Linked DNA regions of Danio rerio: region 1 is linked to region 2. Evidence: chromatin contacts called from public Hi-C data. All regions are on one chromosome and are shown on one strand. The core of a region is the stretch at or near the end of the contact, and the rest is flanking DNA. Distances in the headings are between cores, read along the strand shown. Region 1 overlaps arhgap32b (Rho GTPase activating protein 32b). Region 2 holds the start of sc5d (sterol-C5-desaturase).

The links. A called contact is a pair of places that touch in the nucleus more often than the background predicts.
Region 1: a contact with region 2 is called in a Hi-C map of embryo, with 1.8 times the contacts expected there. The contact joins the enhancer-like site here to the promoter of sc5d in region 2. A contact is called at or near these places in 4 of 18 Hi-C or Micro-C datasets (caudal fin, embryo and hematopoietic stem cells) and 1 of 4 datasets of contacts at active chromatin or transcription factors (caudal fin).

What each region holds. Positions count from the first base shown.
Region 1 is chr21:26,048,238-26,055,287 of GRCz12tu, forward strand. The region is part of intron 5 of arhgap32b (Rho GTPase activating protein 32b); the gene reads right to left. Among named protein-coding and RNA genes, the nearest start is that of anapc13, 68 kb to the left of the region's middle. Within about 2 kb of position 4,109, at least 11 of the 62 cell types and tissues checked have an H3K27ac peak or open chromatin away from gene starts, as enhancers often do.
Region 2 is chr21:25,981,192-25,988,284 of GRCz12tu, forward strand. It overlaps sc5d (sterol-C5-desaturase), which reads right to left and starts at 1,508. Exons shown (of 5, transcript NM_001004630.1): 1 at 1,465-1,508; 2 at 339-556; 3 at 122-254. The coding sequence starts at 548. anapc13 (anaphase promoting complex subunit 13) reads left to right here and starts at 2,307. Exons shown (of 3, transcript NM_001302786.1): 1 at 2,307-2,362; 2 at 2,478-2,582; 3 at 2,841-3,128. The coding sequence starts at 2,484. The coding sequence ends at 2,966. It overlaps arhgap32b (Rho GTPase activating protein 32b), which reads right to left. Exons shown (of 23, transcript XR_012396796.1): 23 at 4,566-7,093.

The DNA of each region.
Region 1 (7,050 bases), core at 2,859-5,358, 70 kb after region 2:
GCTCAGGAATAAATGTGTCATGTGGGCCAGCTGAGGGGTAAGAGCATTTGACTTTCTCCACAGGCAATATAAACAACTAAAATATTTGAAGATGGATTGCTAGAGACACAGAGGGTACATAATAATAGGCTGTGGAATGGATGGTAACTCAAATAGCTTGAGATGGGGTTGAGACCACATATTTGAAAAGTACAACATGATTGATGGATCCTGGTGATAACATTTAAAATGAAAGAAAAGTTTTTTTTTATTATTAGCTGGTTGGTTTTACATGCCATGTGTGAAGTTTTTTATCTGGTTGATCCACTGGTTTACCAGCCAGGTGTGCATTTCTGCAAGTTGTGGTATTACAAACATAGTTTGTTGATTTGGTGTTTCCTTAATCCATAGTTTCAACGAACATTTGCAAACTGTGTCGCAAACTTGTACGCTTGCAACTACACCTCTTAAGCTGTAGTTAGAAGCATAGTTCCTGGTTGTGTTCAATTTCCAGTTATCGCCCTATGCCCTATTCATTTAGAACTTTCCGAGATTTAAATTTGGAATGATTAAAAAAAAACAATAAAGTCATCTCTCTTAGGTGTAATTTGGTTTCAAACTATTTGTACAGGTCAGTGTTGGCGATCTTTATGCTTAGAATTGCGCTCCGTCACAGCCCACTTTGAAAACATTTATGCCATTTTGAACGCAGCCGTGGCTCATGATGAAAGCCATAGGTGACCTATTATTTAAAAACAGAATTTACTTTACGTCTCCAAACCTTGTAAAAACAAATATACAGCATACGTTAATGGTTTTAATTTATAGTTGGTTATTGATTAAGAAATGTATCTGTACTGTAGGCCTATGACATGGGTCTGTTGGTTAGAACATTTCTGCAGTGACTTGAATGTGTAAAATTGTAATAAATAAACAAGATCCTACTTAATATTAATAAAATAATAATAATTATTATTATTATTATTAAGTAGGATTTTTTCATTTCTTAATAAATAGCCGACAGTAAATTACAGCCATTAACAATTTGTATGATTTAAATATGGGATTAGAATACGTGTTACAAAGTGATTTTATGTTTTAGATAGAATATGGCATATTCTCAATGATATTTGTAACCTATAGGAAACAAAAGCCCTATATGTGCGGATTACATATATTTTACTTAATATGGAAAACGAGTGCATGTTTTTAATCAAGACTTTTTTGAACTTTTTTTAAATGCATGTGTGTGTAAAACAATATAATTTGCACAAATAATTATGGGGTTTTTCTCTAAAGTAGTTACTCCCACCCGTTTAAAGCGTCATTATGAACATTTTACATTATAACTAATGTGGTTCAAACAATGGATGGGTGACAAAGCAGCTATGGTTTTGGGAAACACTCATCATTACATCAGTCTTTTCCCAAAAAGAACATTGTTTGGGAAACACACCCCCAAGTTGGACTTTTAAGACCATCTTGGTTTCTAACTGACAGACTTGCACAGTTTGGACAGTTAACCTAATTAGTATGACCAGGTTTCTTTCAGGATAGAGTGGTTTTAACCCTAAAAAGCAGAAATCCACAATATTCAAATTATGACTGATAATTACTAAAAATAGGCTATATGAATATATTTTTCAGCCAATGATGAACTATGTGAATATTTTTGATTTCATAAGGTTCCTTTTACAGCATTAATGTTGTAATGCAATTCAAATATAATCGGTTAAATAGACTTAAGTATCCATTTGGTTGTTAAAGCGTAAAAAGAGACAAAAGACTGTTTAAACACAGGCACCGTCAATAGCAGGCTAGAGTAACAACTCCATTGAAAATACTGATGTAAAATTAATTTCCATATTTTAAAGACATGGTGCACAAAAATAGTATTTAATGCAGTGCTTCTTGTTTGGTCTGATACCCACTTTATATCGCATCTTAGCCAGGTAGTGATAAATGCAGTTTTTTATAAAAATCAGATCTTTAAAAAAGCAATTTTGTATGGGATGACAATTTACCGGAAGCCCTGAGGCTGGCTGACAGAAACTTAAAGTCTGTGTGCACATACCCCATTTAATGATAACAGATTTACTAACATATTAAAATTTTTGCATAGATAAAATGTTTTGCATTAATAAATAAAAAGCTAAAATAAATATTTTACAATGCTGGCTATATCAGCATCACAGCATCAAAATCAGTTATGTGCTCAAATAATATTTCTGGGCCAAAAACCAAAATCACTTTTTTTAAATAATACTTTTAAAGTGTGATCTATGGATAACTGTATTAAAATGATAACTTTTGCTTTCTCAGCAAAATAAGGGATTGAATTTAAATTAGACATTGAATGACTTTATTGTAGTAAATCTTAACTATTGTATTGACGGTGTTATTTCCACATCCCTACAAGCTTATATATTTTAGTAACGTCAACATATATATTTTACAAACAGCAAAAAAAAAATTCAATAAATTGGTATATGTGTGCCGATTTGTCAGAATGTCTTAAAGACAACCAAAAAGATATTCATTCTTTTAATTCATAATAAAACAAAATATAAGTTTCCTTACTGTTGAATTAAAGAAAGCTTATTATATATTTATAGTTATTATACGGCAGACATGCTTCACATGATGAGCAACACTTTGTCAACAAAACAGATTTTATAAATTTTAAAATGCAGATTTTATAATCTGAATCAAATGAAATTGAGAATTAGTCAGTGTTTCCCACACATAGACTTTAATTGGGAAGGCCATCCAGGTATATTAACGGCTGCCGAAATATATTTGGTGGTGACACATGAATAATACAGTTATAATCATCTTTTTTTTTTTTTGTATTTGCACAAAAAAGCCAAACAATTGCTAATGATTAACCAGTGGAAAAATGTTCTCTCACTCTGCACGTTTCCTACTGCTGGTTCTGTGTGCGAGAACCACCAACACTCACACTGACTGCGTGCGCACAGACGCGAGAGAAACATTAAATGATTAATCAATTAATAAATAACTAAACTTTACTATATACTCGGAAAGAACAACACACTGGCTGCAAAATATTTGTACACAATTAGAAATGGCTAATCAACTAATTTACCTTATTTAAATAATAATTTTTTTTTATTTATTTCTCATTTGCTGTATATTTTATTAATTTATCCTAGTATATTGCATAGTTTCTACATATCTAAAATGCTTTGGCAATACTGTACCATATGTCATGTCAATAAAGCAACTTTAGTGAAAGAGAGCAGCCTTTACCTGTCAGTGGGTGCACATGGCTCCTAAGTAGCATACAAGTAAGAGCCATAGTGAATTTCTCAAAAGCCTTTTTTATTAACTATAACCCATTGAAAGAAAAGGTGTATAAAATGTCAAAATAAATCAAAATATAGTTGTTTTGTTTGTTGCATGTAGTTTTTTTTATGTATAATATGTATAATTTATGTGTGTTTCAATCCGGTTACCACAGTGGGTATATTTAATACCTGTGAAATGCACTGATAGCCATGCACAAATGCATACCCATTACCCTTATATAAACAACATCAGATGATGGGCAATATAGATAATAATGCAGTCCCAGCTATAAGAAATCCAACAATGTCATGCTGCACGTACCTGTAAAATACTTTAATATTCTAAATCAGGAGCCAGTGAAACCAATTTGGGACAAGCAAGCTCACATTATAAAGGGCAGCATGATAGACCGTGCCGAATGCTGGGCATTGAGCACATTTCCTGGCACAGGCTGACCCAACGAAAGCTCTAGGTCGAGGGGTCATATATCCACAAAGTATACCGAGTAGCTATATGAGCCTGGAGCAGAAAATGGGGGAAGGGACATTGGCACACTAAAAACACGGCCACTGCCCGCGCACGTTGACCAGCAGGGAGGGGTGCTTTTGGAAACTATTCTCTCAAAACATTAGCAGTACATACACGTGTTGTCTATACACAGATTTCAGAGCTGTGCTTTTTCAGCAGCCGTTGAACTTAAGACATATCTGTAATTAAACCCAAGTGGTGCTTTTGTCTGGCTTTGGTAAGTGGACGGTGCCAGTTACCACACGGCTGTGGCACAGAGCTGAGCAACAGTCATGAAAGGCTTCAGCAGACAAGCCCTCCATTGTGTGCAAGCATGAACCAACAGACAATTGGCCACCGTATCCAACAACACAATTAAGACGTCAAAAGCAAAGTCACCTCCGGAGGTTCAAACCACAATAGTTAAATGTCATGCAACACAAGTCGTGCAGGAAACAACACAGATACAGTACACACACGAACACAAAGGAAATTTAGGAAAATCTAAACCACATATTGCTAAAAGCAATGTCACATGACCAATTTACAACAGTGCAACAGAAATGAAATCAATGAATGACACTACAGGCAAAAAGTGTCAAAGCCACGTGAGCAATTATTGCTCAATGTAAGCACTGTGGAAAATGAAGCTTCAGCGGTACAGCTAAACAGGCCACCACATCAAAAATAGTACAAACTGAAAAATTAAGAGACTTCACTGAGATAAAAAAATAATAATCTGACCAACGCTGATAAAAACTAGAAATTTTATAACCTGAATAGATGTACACAGTAGGGCTGCACAATATTGAAAAAAATGGAACATTGCAATATCTTGCTTTTCTGCACCATATATTGCGATAAGAATCCAATTTCACCAGATGACTTGACTGTCTCCATTTAGAAAGAATTAACAATATTAGGTTAGATTAGGATTGGATGGATAAAAACATACATAAATACAATAAAGGAAAAGTTACAACTGATATAAACAGCGTTTTATTTTTTTCCACAGTATACAGCAATTGAATAATCAAATGTAAAATAACGCCCTATAGTTTTCGTTGTGTAAATAATTTAAACTTTCCATCGATATTAAAGTTACACGCAGTACAATTTATTATACCTGAATGCTAAAATAAAATCCTCATACAGACAAAGACCTCAAAAACACGTGGAAATGATCAATTATAATCCAGACTCAACATTGCGTTTACTTGCAAGGTGACTGTTGTGAATGATCACATTACGGTATTGATGTTAAAATGATATATTGTGCAGCCCTAGTTAGGGCTTGGCATAAAATCTGTATTGATATTTATTGGCCGAACACCATTGCCAAGTTTTGTCGATATTTTGACTATAATATTTTTGTTTTTGACTATTAAAACTATTTGCCTTAGTAAATATATTTAGATTTTTGTCTATAATATTTCTGTTTTTGACTATTAAAACTATTTGCCTTAGTAAATATATTTTCTGTTTTTGACTATTAAAACTATTTGCCTTAGTAAATATATTTTGTTTTTGACTTTAATATTTTTGCTTTTGACTATTAAAACTTGTCTTAGTAAATATATTACAATTTTTGACTACAATATTTTTTTTCTTGACTATTAAAACCATTTGCCTTAGTAAATATATTTTTGTTTTTGACTATTTAAACTATTTGCCTTAGTAATGTTGGTAAATTATAATAAAGTTGTTAAATAAATAAACAAAAATCCTAATATTCGTCAATGGATTGTTAAAAAAATATTCAATAATTATTTATATCGAATGATATGAACCATGATATCGTGATATTTTATTTATTTATTTATTTTGCAATATCGTCCAGCCCTAGCACACTGTGTTCCTTTTGATTTATTAAACAATAATTTGTTGTATCAGTGACATTCCACCATACAGATAATTCCATTTTATGACAAAATTGTAAATGGTGACTGGAAATTGCAATTATATTAGAAAATGTCACTTTTTTTAGAACATTCTTGACCAAATAAATCCAGCCTAGGTGAGATTTTAACATCACCACATACAAACAAATAATAAATTGTGCATTCTTAAGATAAAATTAAGTCCACAGTAATGCATTCAGCAAAAATTTTGTGTTTTTCTGTAGTCATTTCTAAAAGCAGAGGAAACCCAGTCATTTTTGCTGCTCTTTTGGGAGTATCAGTTAGTGATCTGCCTGTAATTACAAACCATTCATAAATCACCAGCGCAAGGATGACAAGCAGGGCTCTGGTAGGAACACAGCAAACATGGCTGATGTATCCGTTCTAGCAGCTGTCGTGCAACCACAAGCTCGCTCGTTCAAGGCAGTAAAGGACTTTTCCGGATTTAGTTGTGTTTTGTGCATAAACCATGATTATGCAGCAGTGTAAAGAGAATTATTGATGTTCTTCATTGTCGCCATGGTACCATGCTGCACGGGTGGGGAAAAAAAGAAGCTGCTGCCCTCTACTGGACGCCATTGTGAGCTACAACCTGCTGCGCATCTACATAACGCTTTATACAATCATCTATAAACAGTAACACTGAAATGTCAACGCTCCACTGCGTGAATGTGAAATAGCTGTCTCATATTTCGGCTTTCCCAGGGCAATTCCTTCCAAAAGCAGGATTACTATTCACCGTGCAGGCCTCCTGAAGAAACCACTGCTTCATTCCCTCCCAATTGTCTGGCCCTCGACACCATGCCAATCTATTTTCTCATTCTCTGAGCGCTCCATTATACCCTTAATCCCAAACACAGAGGCACAGGGATCTCCGACACTGTCGCACCACCCCACCTCCTGTCCCAACACAACAAGGCGCTATTCAGCATTCCCACCAATCCTTTTAGGCTTTCACAGAGCCTTGATACAGTTTATAATGAGAAATGTAAAATATGTGAAAGGGAACAGCAATTCTGAAAGGCACTGTGAAGAAGCTGAATCTATTCATCTAGTCTGAAGTGCAGATAAGTAAAGTTTTCTTTCCTTCTTCAAACGATAAATATCACCAGCAGGAACTGGTACTCTCGGCATTACATACAAAAGCATCAATGCATCGGGTTTCTTTCTTTTTTTTTATGTCTAACATCATGAGCATCATGTCTTCAGATGAAGTCAAGTCAAAAATAGTGCTTTTATTTCTGGTTCTGTGTGCAGTGTTTTTTAAGGTTTGAATGTGTGTTCTGTGAATGCTTTCTAATCTTGTTCAGAGTCTGGAGTTCTATTACTGCCTCAGACTGAAAGTACAGTG
Region 2 (7,093 bases), core at 258-2,757:
AAGAACCAAACATGTAAAATAATAACTATGACTTCCTTTATAAAGCAAGCGGTTCCTTCAAGTTATCCTTTCTAAGCACAAACTTTGATAAGTGTTCATGAACACAGTCCTAATCTCTTACCAAGAGGAGAATCATCGACTCTGTCATAGAGCTTGCTGTATCCTCTGACCTCTGCGAAGAACAGTGCTACTGTGGGTATGCTGATCCAGGGCAGAGACCACAAAGCATACTTTATTTCACGTTGCACCTGATTCTGTTAATAAAAACAACAATATAAATAATATATTATATAATATAATCACTTTACTCCTGATTCTAAACTATACTGCTAACAAACCTCCAAAAATTGAGGGTGGTCTTTTAATTTGTGGTCGAAAACAAAAAAGTAGCTCAAAGCACCCAGGCCCAGGTATAAAATTGCAGCACCCAGGTTGGTGACCACCATCAGACCGATGATTTGGCGCAGAGGATTGTCTTCTGGCCATGATGATGGATATACATATGGAGTAAAGAAGTAATGATCTGCAACGTTCAGCACAAGGTCCATCTTTCACCCTAAGAGGACAGATAGAACAGAAGTATTACTGAGGCAGGACACGGCAGGTGAATGAATAGAGTTAAAAAAAAGCAGCCAGTAATAATTATCACCATACTTTTCCACTTGACTGATTAAGGTATGAATAAAAAATATTTGTAATTAAATATGCATACACTTCTATTACAAAAATATGAACATTAAAAGAAGAGAGCTTCAAAAGATGTTACATTTTTTACATATTTTTACGGAGGGATTTGAAGATCTCTTTTTATCGCTCCATATTTCAGAAAACACTGCAAAATGCCATAAAATACTTTTTACGTTTTTTGTACAATAAAATGTTTGGAATCTGGTAAATTATCTGGTAATCTGCTTAACCTGTCACTCTTTAAAACTTCTTTAGAGTACAGACAGAACTGTAAAGGTCTATATATTATAAGTGCTGCTGAAGTGGAGATATTTAGCTGAATACAAGAAAAAAATCCCTTTGAGAAAAGTCTTTACAAATATGTATTGAAGATTAAATTTACAGGCACAAATAAATAAAGTGTGACAAAGGACAAACGGCAAAAATATTTTGGATGTTTTCTTTAACTGTTAACTGAACAAATAACACTGCATGACAAAATACAAAAAAGTCTCAAAACTGACATGTGGATAAAATAATGTCTTGACATAAAATGTGAGTGAAGAGAAAATCATGTGAACAGTACTGTAATAATCTAAGCAAAATACTGGTAAAGAAAAACACGGAGAATACTAACTTAGGTACATGCAATTGCACCTTCCCCAGCATTGTAAACTGTAACTTTGTACTTTTAAGACAATATAAACAAAAGAGGATCAAGAAAGAATGCACAGCCTGTGATTTCTGATTACAAATAGTCAAAGCTAATACTGTAATTGCAGGTAACAGTCAGCTTACCTGTAAAGGTGCTTTTGAAGACACAACAGCGAGGAAAAACAGCTGAAGTAAAAACCCTCTGACCCTCTGTTGTCACTGCAGTAGCACAGTCGAATGCAGCCAATAGCGGCTCACTTCCTTACAGCGCGAGCTCGATTGCTCACAGCTCATTGGTCAGATTCGAGATCTGGTCATGGCGTTAGTTGAGCGGTTAGTACATCTACCCTTCGTGTATCGGTTGTTTCGAACAGCTCGACTCAACCGCTTGTAACGATTCGGCGATTTTTTGACGTCTTGACGTAATTGTCGTTTTTACTTGCCCGACCTCCGCGCATGGCTTTTACATGCATTCTGTATACTGAAGAAAAATACTTGTAAATATGTTTTACACATTTACAAAACGGTGATATTGTTTGAATGTATAGCATGTATAACGTTACATGTCTTTACAATGGTTACAATATATGTGTATTAGTATATTTATTAGTATACTATATATTAGTATATTTATGTGTGTATATATATATACACACACACACACACATTATAAAGTGCATCGATTTTCATCTGCTCAAATATATATTTCAAATATGCATTTAAAGTACACAAATCTGTAATTAATAAGCATCTTTTGACTGAAAACATATAAACGATTCTCTCGTTTATACGTTAGTGAACATATTTCCAAAAAAAGAAAAAAATTATATTTACAAATTATTAATAAAAACGTGCATTGTCATTGCTTTGCCATATTTAATGCGACTATGTTTAATGCGAAAAATAGCTGACAACATAGAAATATAATAAGTATACAGTTGTCCAGATATTTATATGCCAGAAAAGGTCTGATGCATAGGATATGTCGTCATCAGAAAGCGACATAACAACAAACGGCAGCGCTGGGAACTAGACTACACAGGTTTGTATGAACTTACACAGATGATTTTGGAGCTTTCGTAATAACAAACATAACATAACTTACTGTACAGCGTTTCTGCGTCGTTTGATCTGTCGACTGTGTGTTGCCGTGTAAGCGAATCATGGACAGTGAAGTGCAGAGAGACGGACGAGTTCTTGATCTAACAGATGATGCCTGGAGAGAGGACAGACTGCCATACGAGGATGTGACGATCCCACTGGTAAGAAATAGTATAAATGTAGAGTTTTGATGTGTGCAGTTCGATTTGCGCACGCCCAAGGTAAAATGAACATAAATGAAAGGCAGTGTACAGTGAGATAACGTTATGCACATCAAATACAGTTTTAAAAATAGTTTGTCATCATTTACGTTACATTTCCACACAAGAATCCCTAAACTATTTGAGCATATCTTTAACGTTACTGTGTTTAAATTGCGTAGAAGCCCATTGGACAATTTTGTTTTTTTCTCCTGACAGAGTGAACTTCCTGAAGCTGAGCAGGACAATGGTGGGTCGACAGAGTCCGTCAAAGAGCAAGAGATGAAGTGGTCAGATCTCGCCCTGCAGAGTTTGCATGAAAACACCCCAAATGTCGGCACTTAGATCAGAAGCTTCTCTTATCCTCTCTGACTGATTCTTCACCGTGTGTTTGTCTGCAATTTGGGTCCCGGATCCAAGATTTATAAAATAACTGACTCATGTATTATTGTATTGGTGTTTCATCGTTTTGATATAAATTATTTAATAAAATGATACACATTTTAAGTGCAGTATCAGTTAGTTTGTGTGCTAGTTGATAAAATTATCGTTGACATAGGGTTTCATATGAGCTAAATTACACAAGACTTCTTCACAAGTTGGCTTCCGTGTTGTAGTTCTAAAGCTGAGGGTCAGTAAAACCTTGTTTGAAGTATAATTTTATTTGGATGTTATAAATAGATTAAACGTGATATTAATTAGACCTATAATGTTACAAAATATTTCATTTAAACTTTTTAGTGGAATTCTGAGAAGAAAATATTATATATATATATAATTTCTAGTGCAACTGTGCTACCCAGTAGAACAAAACAGACCATAAGTGTCATTTTATTTTGTATATATTGAGATTTATACATCACGGGAAAGCTGAATAATTAAGCCTTCTGTTCATGTATAGTTTGTTTGGACAGTACAAAATACTGATATGCAACTATTGAAAATACCAAATCTGACGGTTAAAAAAAAATCTAAATACTGAGAGAGAAACGCCTTTAAATTTGTTTAAATAAAGTGCTTAGCAATGAACATTAGTAATCAAAAAATGTGGTTAGATGTATTTAGAGTATGCGTATCATAAAGTATCTTTACAGAATGTTGTTGCATACTATCCTAAAGATTTAGACATAAAAGAAAAATCAATAATTTTGAGGCACACAATGGTATTTTGGCAACTGAAAATAATCAAATACATCCAAAAACCTAAAACTGCAGTTGTATTAGAAATGCTGGCTTATTGAATACAGTTATGAACACAGTTGTGCTAGTTAATTGGGATTTTACTACACTAAAATGCAAGAAAAGGGATTCATTACTGGAAATAAAAAATCAGAAAGCATGAAATAGCTAATAATTAAATGCCATAAAGAATGGAATAAGTGACTCGTTTATTATTTTTTTTTCAGGCTAAGTTTTATTTTATGTTCAGAGGTGACACTGAAATTCTCCATTTGTTATCACAAATATATTTGAGCCATGGCTAAATGTGAACATACTATCAGTCATAGTCAACATATACTGTATGATAATACTTTCCTGGTATTACAGAAAGATGTTCAGCTAGGTGGCTCCTCGGGCAGATGAGTGGAGGTTTGAGGGAATAGAACCAAAAACTAGATTTACTAACAGCTTTTCAGATTAAAAATATCAAATCTTAATGAAGGTCTTTTTACAACAATCCATTTTGCAGACAAATTAAATCAAGACTGAAACTGTATTACACTACAGATTTATGTTGCACCACCAACAACAAAAAATGATAACAAAAGTGCATTCAAGGAGCAGGTGTCATTGAGACTGAAATTAATCTGATTTAATGGTGATACAAGCTTGATTTAATTAGTCTACGTTTAATGCTAAAGGTTTCGGGTCAAGTCTTCATGAGAAGAGTGCAAGAATGGAGATGCTTCATTAAAATGTTAGTTTGGTCCCATAAAAAAGAGGTTACATATGAGTGTCTTTATTTAATACACCCAACCATATTTTCACAGTCTAAAACAAACAAAAACAAGAGAAAACAGCATATTAAACGCCAATCAAACTGCTGGTGAACATAAGACTTGGCAAAACACAAAAACAGATGTTATCAGGGAATCAACCACAAACATACAAACTGTGAGCTTGGGCTCATTTGTATACTTATTACCAATATGAATTAAAGGCATTGTTATACAATAATAATTACTGTCTGACAGAACGGTAACATGCAATGACTTGGCAAAACTGGGTCCCCTGATCATTAACTGCCTTTTCCAATAACTAATATATAGGTTTATCTCCACCTGACAGGCTAATTCTGAGAGCAATAAAAATTGTCCTCATTGTGAAAGCACAAACTGTGCAGCCGAATGAAATGAACAACCTTTTTAGGTAAACAACTTCCCTTACAGAACGTCTATGTGAAATTTAGTAATGCGGCTTGTTACAAAATGTAAGTAAGGTGCTGGTCTAAAATCAGTCAGAAACATAATATAACTGCTAAATGCATCAAAAGCTCACATTTTTCTTAACATGGAGGGGAGAAATGGGTCCAAGTCACTTCACACTGGCTCTTTCACCTTTAAGCGTAGTCAAACAACTTCTTAATGAATACTTCTGCGATCCACATTTATCGCTTGGTCCCCCTAACAATAAAGAGCAACCTATCCAAGAAGAGTTCAGTCAAATCATGTCAAGCTTTCAAAGAAAGACAGTAAATCCAGTTGCTTGTGATAAAACCTAAATGAGTAATGGCACAGTTTGGACAAAATGAAGAATGCACATTTTGGTGCCCCCAGGCTGAAGGCAGAAATAAAGAATTGCATGTACCACCTTGTGTAAAATGAATGTAGGATGACTTAAACAGGGCTTCCCTTCCACTGTTACTGTAACATCCAGAAAGTACACAATATATATTTATATCAAGGTACACAGAACTGTTCTGTAAAAGATAAGATTACATGCATTTCTAAAATGCAAACCTTTACACTTCATTTATACCCAGTCCCAGACATTTTCAAAAATAATAAAACAAGAGTCCCTTATATCCAGTAGTACTTTTCAGATATACATAACTCGTCTGGTTATGACTCATGTACCATTTGTCAATATCACAGAGTATCTACAGTATCATAACAAGTTGTATCTCCATGTCAATGTTTAAACCAATGAAATTATGGTACATTCAGTTCGGTAAAAATTATGTTACACTTCTTTGTACATTTACAAAAAAAAACAAAGAAAAAGAAACGCAAACAGTCAGAAGGCAGTCCACTGTCCCGCAGAGGCTGCTGAACTTCAACTCAATTATTATTGACACCAACAATGTTCCAAATGTGTCTCTTTTGCGACTAAATGCCTGGTCACTCAGCATTTATCTCAGTCTCTGGCCTTTGCACTGAAAGCTCAGCTTGTATGAAGGCACCCTGTCCCAAGGCAGTGGAGTATGCACGATTACTGTGTGGAGTTGAGAAACCGGGGCTATGATAGGAACTGGAACAACCCCGATTTGCTAGCGTGGTTTGGGATTGAGGTACTGGATGATAGTCATCCAGGTTGTCGTAATGCGACTGCAAAGTAACGGTGCTTTGTCTCTGCCCCTGTGACTGATGGGAGTATGTTCCACTGTGGTCTCTATCTGAATTGTCTGGTAAATATGCAGGAAGACTGGACTGGTTGTAATGGTGCCGCTCTCGAACACTATGGGATCTCTCGGGCTTAGGTGGAGGAGCCGGCTTCACAGGAGCAGCTTGTTCATCTTCACTGGCACTGCTAGTGGCCTTCACCCTGCATATGTGGCGATCCAAATCAGACCTTTCATAACGTGCTTGAGCACTCCTGCTGTCCGAATGTTCCTGCCAATGTTTACCACTCAGTTGCTTTTCCCCTGGTTCAAACTTTGGGTCATGATGGCCACCCTCTGGTAAGTGCTGCCGGCTTAGTGGTGGAAGCTGGGATTGATGTGAATGTATAGACGAGTAGGTCCTAGAGCTGCCTTGCTTGGTGGTTTTCTCCCCCATTCCATTTCCTTGGCAGTGCTTCTCTGTTTCCATATACATTAGGACATCTGGATCAGAGATCAAGTGTCTGGGAGCATGCTGAGATCCAGGCACAACATTGTATCTGGCCTCTTTGCTCTCCGAGGACACCAATACAGTTTTTCCAGGATCTGATTTGCTGCGCAAATGTAACATGTCAACATCCACAGGCATGTAGGGTCCTACATTGTCGTATTGAGACATAACAGAACCCTTAACCTTTTGCCTTGCTCTGCTTTCCCTACGGATGGAGTGTATGCGCAGCCTTTCTGCCTCCTCTGGGTCCCATGCAAAGTAAATACTCCCTTTTGAACCACTGTAAGGTGGCATGTCCCTGCTTATGAAGCCATGCTCCTTTAAAGGAATAACATGCCGTGAAAGGTAGTGGTAGCCTCCAGATTTTGCTCCAGATCGAAGGAGAGGGGCACTGTCCCGACCACTGAAGGAATGGACGTG